Linked DNA regions of Sus scrofa: region 1 is linked to region 2. A link is a contact called in public Hi-C data. All regions are on one chromosome and are shown on one strand. Each heading gives the region's core, a stretch centred on a gene start, on an enhancer-like site or on the middle of the called end of the contact. The rest is flanking DNA. Distances are from core to core; before and after follow the strand shown. Region 1 overlaps MTHFD1L (monofunctional C1-tetrahydrofolate synthase, mitochondrial). Region 2 overlaps AKAP12 (A-kinase anchor protein 12).

What was found. A called contact is a pair of places that touch in the nucleus more often than the background predicts.
Region 1: a Hi-C map of omental adipose tissue shows a contact between it and region 2, with 2.0 times the contacts expected there. The contact joins two enhancer-like sites. A contact is called at or near these places in 1 of 5 promoter capture datasets (liver), 21 of 47 Hi-C or Micro-C datasets (alveolar macrophages, brain, embryonic fibroblasts and 14 more) and 1 of 2 datasets of contacts at active chromatin or transcription factors (skeletal muscle).

What each region holds. Positions count from the first base shown.
Region 1 is chr1:15,203,151-15,206,716 of Sscrofa11.1, reverse strand. The region is part of intron 25 of MTHFD1L (monofunctional C1-tetrahydrofolate synthase, mitochondrial); the gene reads left to right. Among named protein-coding and RNA genes, the nearest start is that of MTHFD1L, 130 kb to the left of the region's middle. Within about 2 kb of position 2,291, at least 2 of the 83 cell types and tissues checked have an H3K27ac peak or open chromatin away from gene starts, as enhancers often do. A contact at or near this core is called in omental adipose tissue, where this site is marked.
Region 2 is chr1:14,928,490-14,932,244 of Sscrofa11.1, reverse strand. The region is part of intron 2 of AKAP12 (A-kinase anchor protein 12); the gene reads left to right. Among named protein-coding and RNA genes, the nearest start is that of ZBTB2, 71 kb to the right of the region's middle. Within about 2 kb of position 2,189, at least 41 of the 83 cell types and tissues checked have an H3K27ac peak or open chromatin away from gene starts, as enhancers often do. A contact at or near this core is called in omental adipose tissue, where this site is marked.

The DNA.
Region 1 (3,566 bases), core at 1,042-3,541, 270 kb before region 2:
GCGCCGGTGGCTACAGCTCCCATTTACACCCTAGCCTAGGAACTTCCACAGGTGTGGCCCCCAAAAGCAAAAAATAACAAATATACGTAATATAAAATGTCCCATTTTAATCATTTTTAATGTATAGTTCTGTGTATTTAGAATTTATAAAAATGTGTGAATTCATACTATATGTACATATAGCTTTCTTTCATTCATAGAGTTTTAAAACTTAAAGTGATAGCTGTGCACATCTCCGAACGTCTTTTGTTTTTCACAGTACTTGCCAAACCACACTCTAAGGAGAAGGGATGCCTTTGTCTCTGTGCCCTTGTCCCTGTCCCCGTGTGCTGTCTCCCTCTCAGGTCCTTCGACCTCCTCTGCCTCTTTCCTCCGTGTCCTCAGACGTGTCCTCCGCCTGCCTGTTTCCACAAGTCCCTTCTACAGCTCTCTCCTTTCCCCCGTTTGTGCATTTGAATGTTTGGCATGTTTCCTAGGAAGCCACTCCTAATTTTTCCAATCAGCATCTCGTTTGGAAATCTGTGTCTCTCCGCGTCCTCTCCTGGTCTGCTTGCTTCCTCGTGGTGGAACGCGGGTCATCCATCCTGAGCTGCTTCGAGCCCCTCCCCTCCTCAGCCTCTTCTCCTCCCACGCGGTTTTCCTGATTCAGCTCCAAATTCTCATAGTCTCCGAACAACACCCTTCTGCAGACACACCTCAGATCTCTATCAAAACTAGATTCTTCAGAGTTCCCTTCCTGGAATCCACAGTTAACAAAGCCGACTAGGATCCATGAAGATGTGAGTTCGATCCCTGGCTTTGCTCAATGGGTTAAAGATCTGGCGTCGCTGTGAGCTGTAGCGTAGATCGAGGACGCAGCTCAGACCCATGTGGCTGTGGCTGTGGCTGTGGCTGGTAGCCGTAGCTCCGATTTGACCCCTAGCCTGGGAACTTCCATGTGCCGAGGGTATGGCCCTAAAAATAAAAAGCAAAAAGCAAAAAAAAAAAAGCAAAAACTAGATTCTTCAATACTGGCTTCCGTCCTCTCCCTGGCCTGCAATATGTCACCTCCTCCCAGGTGCCTCACCCATCTGTGTTTGACCGGTCTCTTCAGATCTGAACCTATTGTTAGATCCAGCCCAGCTTTCTCGGTGCCTGCTTTTGAGCCCTTTGTGATGCTGGCAAAGCGGGCCCCAGCTTTGTCTCTTTGAAGCTGGAAATAGCACCTGATGAGAGAGGAACAATGGTCTGTATCTGTTACACTTGCGCGTGTCATAAGGATGCCTATAATTTCGTGTAAGTGCTTTCTTCTAAACACGAAAAATGGATTGTCGCTAGAGCGAGTTTCTAGAAATGGGTTGTTTCATCTAAAGTTATGAGTAGAGCGAGAAAGACAGGGATGTAGAATGAACTGTCAGGGTCCCACCACCTGTTAGTCAGTCCCCTCCTGCCACCACTTCATCCATCCCCTGGCCTTTCTGCCTTAAATCCTGATGGCACGACACCACTCCGTAGGGAAGGTATCCATTTTCTCAGATAAAAAGCAAGCAGCGTTATTCACGTATTATCACAGGTGTGTTCAAGGCCATTTCGAAGAGAAAACCTTAGGATTAGAGGAAGTCAATCCAGCACAGGCTTCGAAATACCCCAGGATCCGAGAGGTTAGGGCTTTGGGTTTTTTTGTTTTTTGTTTTTTGTTTTTTGTTTTTTTCAGTCATCACTTTATTTCAGAACATGATTTCTTTTTCCTGTCCTGAAAGTCATTTACTCTGCTCTTGAGTGAGACTTTTAACCGTAGACCAGAGGATTTTCCTTGGGCAGCACGGCCCCAGGAGATGAATGAGGGGAATATGACCCTCCACGTGAAAACAGCCCGAGCTGCGCCTCATGCTCATTCATACGAGGCTTGTAACACCGAGCTTTCTAAGTAATTTTAGGCCAGGAGGGACAACAGGTGTGTCATAAAATACACACACGTCATTCAGCCCAGCAGGTGCTTGGCCCCTATCGGCCCCTTGCCCCTCCTTTGGGCCAGATCATTAAAATCACCTATTCCTGTATAGCCCTTTCCTTTGGCGTTGCTGTCATGATCACCCATGTGAATTCCTTATCCTCATTTCACAGGAACCAGTTGAGGTTTTCTGGCCATGAATCTTTCTTTCTTTCCCAGATCCCCGTAGCGCCTCCATGCATCCCGACTGCCTTAGGAGTGAGGTTCCTCTGGGATGCTTCTGGGTTGCCCTGTTGCTCAGGGCCAGCGAGCCAGCAGGAATAGCTGCTCGGTGAGCCGGCTCATGGCAGTCGGCACGTACACCTTTGGTCGCGCAGAGGTGCTGGTCTCCAGCCAAGGATGTGCTTTGTGTCAAAGATACAAGGGTCTCTTGTTTTCAGTCACAATGAGGAGCTGCTCCCATGACACTAGGAGGGGTGTTGTAATGAAGCCCTCACTACAGGCTAGATGGTTTCATGTTTTACTTTTCTTTGAAGTGCAGGAAAGGCTATTTACTTCCTGCACTTGTAGGTTATTTAAAATTCATATTTAAAATACAAAATACAAATTGAAATAATTACAGTGTTTCCAGACATTTCTGGTCAACTTACAAGTTGATTCATTGATTCTTCTCTCTAAGTTATTTTATGGACAGTGGAAGACTTCTCATTGATATCAAACATAAGAACATTTGGCTTATATGAATTCTACTCTGTGGCCTTGGTAAAATAAAGGAAGAATGTAGTTTTCATTCAGTGTGGTTGCCAAGGAAACAATCATGTTGGAACCAGCACTTCAACAGTTCTGTGCTTAAGAGAGAGCGGAATACTGGTGACAGAGCACTGTCGTGTGTTCGTGGGTCTTCTAAGAGAGAGCCCTTCAGGGCTGCTGACCTTCAAGTAAGATGAGATGCCTTAATACATCTTTATTTTCTTCAGTCCTAGCAGGTTCATTTTTTAAAATTGAAGTATAGTTGATTTACAGCGTTGTCTTAGTTCCAGGTATGTAGCAGAGTGATTCAGATATTGTTGTTTATTTTAAATACAGCAGCATGTATCTGTTAATCCCAAACTCCTGATTTATCCTTCCCCCACACCTTTCCCCTTGGCAGCCATAAATTTGTTTTCTGTGTCTGTGAATCTTGCTTCTGTTTTGTAAATAAGTTCATTTGTATCATCTTTTTAGATTCCACGTATAAGTGATATCATATGATATTTGTCTTTTTCTGTCTTGCTTATTTCACTTGGTAAGCCCATCTCTAGGTCCATCCACGTTGCTGCGAAAGGCATTATTTCGTTCTTTTTTATGGCTGAGTAATATTTCATTGTATATATGTACCACATCTTCTTTATCCATTCCTTTGTTGATGGATATTTAAGTTGTTTCCATGTCTTGGCTACTGTGAATACTGCTGTGAACATAGGGTACATATATCTTTTCGAATTGAGAGTTTGGTCTTTTTCTGGATATGTACCTAGGGGTAGATTTGCAGGGTCATATAGCAACTCTATTTTTAGTTTTTTAAGGAACCCCCATAGTGTTCTCCAGAGTGTCCAGCAGCTTCATTTTGAACTTTTCTTCTTTTTTCTTCTCACAA
Region 2 (3,755 bases), core at 940-3,439:
TGTGTGTGTGTGTGTGTGTATACATGCCCTCGGCAGAGGAATGCGGATCTGCCCTGACCCCTGAGCTATGTGAATTGCAGTGGGACCATTAGAACCAACATTTCACACACACCAGACTTTCACCGTAATTGAAGCAATTTGTGAACCTAAGTGAAGATGACTCTAGGGCAGATAAAAGGTGAGGACGCTGCTAAGTGGCTCTCTGGGAATCGGCTCCCAGGCATCACGACAAAGCACATCACTCTCTGTTCCCACGTGGACGTGTGACCAGGCTGGGTGCTGGTGGGAAGGTCAGAGGGAAAATCTATGTATGGACAGGCTGAAGCTGATTTTTGTAACAAGATCTAATTGCTGGCAAGATGCCAGTTAACCTTGCTCAGGGTAGGCCGGATAGGGTGCGTTCCGCCCCCTGGTGGTTATATGGAGTAACTACGTGCCATTCTCTCCGCCCCGCCCCGCCCAGGCTGTGCTCAGCGTTTTTTGGAAAATTCTTACCCCCCTCTTCCTTCTTTTTCCTGTGTCCACCCTGGTCCACCCCAAACTCCCCTCCTTCCTCCCTTCTCCCGAGCAATAATGAACAAGATCTTCATGGTCTAAAGAAAAAAGCAATAGTAAAATCTTTCTTTTGTTTACTTATAGGGAGAGCCTGGTTAATGGGGTCAGACAGGCAAGGCATGAAGTGATAAAGGGGAAAAGGATGAAAAAAAAAGAAACAAACGTAGGGGGCCTAAATGGCCTTGGCTAATAGAAAATTGATACGTGAAACTGTGTCAAAATTGTAAGAGCCCCCAATTTAGTACTTACTTATCCTGTGTTTAAGAATTTAGAGCTGCCTGAAAAATTCTGAATTTTGAACTTTGGTTCTGACTGATTTTCATGGTGTGTGGCTTACATATTAGAGAGTCAGTTGTGTCTCTACATTGGAACATGGCATAGTGTGATCTAAAAGTTTAGCTTGGAGCTCCTGCTGTGGCACAACCCGATCGGCTGTTCGATCCCTAGCCCACACAGTGGGTTAAAGGATTCAGTGTTGCTGCAGCTGCAGCACGGGGATCTGATCCCTGGCCCAGGAACTCCATATGCTGCAGGGCGGCCAAAAATAAAGGGGGAAAAAAGTTTAGCTAACATTACACCATTAAAAAAATTTTAAAAAGGACATTATGCTCAAGTATTTGAGTTGTTTAAAAGTTAACTTGGGAGTTCCCTTGTGGCTCTGCGGTTGTCACTGCTGTGGCTTGGGTCAGATCCCTGGCCCAGAAACTTCCACATGCCCAGGTAGGGCCCCCCCCCAAAAAATAGCTGCTGCCTTGATCAAGTGCTGAAGACACAAAGTTCGCCTTGTAACAGCCCTTCTCAAAAAGTTCAGGAAAGTGGACAGCTGAGGCTTGCCAACCCCCAGATCAGTGTAGTTGTGTGTGTGTGTGTGTGTGTGTGTGTGTGTGTGTGTAGCAGATGGTGAAAATACTATAGGTGCTAAAAAGGGAAGAGCATTTTTGCACCTCATCAGCCTTTAAACAAACACGAGGATACAGAACAGTATTTTTTTTTTTTAATGACAGACTTTAATATCTGTGCGGTTTATTTCCTTTAAGTAATAGTAAAAGCTGAGATATAGAAGTAACTCGGTGCCAGGAATGAAGTAACGCTTTAGATAAAATGCTGCTGACTCTGGTCTTATTCATCCCAGCAACTTTTTAAAGACCCTCCCTGGGTCTCGCTGCAGAGCCTTACTGACCAGTAACAGAGACCCGCCACAGGGAGGGCTCCCCTCCTTTAAAACGAAACACATGACGCGCGAGCGCGGTGCCAAGTCCCGGAGCGCGGGAGGGCGGGCCAGCCCCGGCCCCGGCCCCGGCCCCCGGCCCCGGCCCCGGCCCCCGGCCCCCAGCCCGGATGGGTGGGTGGATGGGTGGGTCCTCCTATAATTAGCTGGGGAAAGGCATCCTCCGTCCGCTTCTTGCTGCTGCTGCGAAGGCAACTCTGGTTCTTGCTGATCCTCCTGGGGTGGCTGGGCGGTTCGTTCTTTCGGATCCCGGCGAGACCGCAGCGGGTTAGCAAGACCCCCTTGGGCTTCAGCCAAGCGCCAGAGGGGGCGAGGCCCGGTCGCTCCCGCCTGGGAGGTGCCGGTCCAGGATGCTGGGGATCGTCACCATCACAGGTAAGGCGGGAGCCAGGTCTGTAGTGTTCTCCCTCCACGGCAGGTGGAGTCACCTGCTTTGGGCTGGGAGAGGCTGCGGGGCGGCGGCTGGACATCCGGATGGGGCATCTCTTTCTCCCCCCGGGGCTGCCTTTTGGCTCAGAAGAGCATTCTCTCTTTGGTTTTCTCTTGGCCTGTGCTGGAATCTTCCTGACTTTGCCCAGGGGAGACCTGGAATGCATTTTGTGAAGGGTCGCACCCCTGCCCCGGGCAGAGGAAAGCAGCCGCGCCGGCCCAGGAGACACATGTTAGATTGGACTGAATTTGAAAATAGGTTGTGAAGACCTAAATCGCTTGCTGTGGTGATTAAAAAAAAAAAAAAAAAAAAAAAGAGGTAAATTCTGCTGTTGACCTGCTTCTTAGGAACTTTCAACGAAGGAACACTTGGCGATTTAGGGGACTCAAGTGTTAAGCGGTAGTTTTTATGAAGCCATCGTTACTGTAAAATCAGTAACTAAGGTCAGCAGCGGTCAGGCAGTGAATAGTAAGGTCTTCAGCTTGCTTTCTAGTAATCTGGCTGAGTGTAAGTGATAAGGTTTAATACCTACCTCTAGCTAGTAAGTTACAGATAGCAAACTTGTGGAAAGTTCTCAGCTCCTCCCGCTTGTCATTTGATCTTTTCATGCAATTGTACTGTAGCTGGAAATCTTAGGAACCTGCCTGCTTTCTCCTCCTCTCTGCCTTTTCCCCCCATCAAATTTAAGCTTCATTTGCTAATTTAGATTTTTATTAGACCAACTCTTCTCTAAATATCTGAGATTGCTGTTCTCCAAATAAACACGTGTTTTCTTCAAAGTGCAATATAGAATTTCTTGGACTTAAAATTGTTCTCAATCTAATCGCTTCTGCAAAGCCTCATCCGCCTCTGGAATTTTTAATGAATGTGAAAGTTGAGCAAAACTAAAAATACCTCTCACTTCCTATAGATTAGCTTGTTTACTTTGAGATTGTCTTAAAATTCCTTCCCCAAGTTTCCTGGACTGGCCTTTCTACCTTTTGCCTGAGGTGAAAATTTACACGGAGCCTAGAAACTATGATGAGACTACGCAAAATTTAAAAATTAAAACCCCCAAATTTTTCATTTTTTTTTCAGATCATTCATTTTTCTAGGAGTGAGATAAAGAAGTGCCCAACCCTGACTGAGGCTGCCTGGGGGTGTGGTTTGGGGGTGTTACAGCTGGGGAGTGGGGCCTCTATGACCATGCATGACTTTATTTCTGGGCGCTTTTTGTGTCCAGTGTAATCTTTATTATATCTGCTCTTTGATGAGTTCATCATATGCCATGTTTCTTATGGGAAGGGAGGGTGGTCCTTTTAAGCAGAAATTTAAGAGTTAACAAACGTGGAATACTTGAGGAGGCTTGAAAAAATTGGTTCCTATAATCCTAATGGGCTGATAAAGGAACAGAAACAGTTGGAAGAGCTGTCGGCTGTTTAAGGCAACGTTAAGTAATGAGATCGATTGCTTTCTCAGTTTTATTTTTATTACAATGTTGATATGAAGAATGAAGCAAAATGTGGTACATTTTCCTGGTGAAAAGAAAGTGTGCAGAAAATA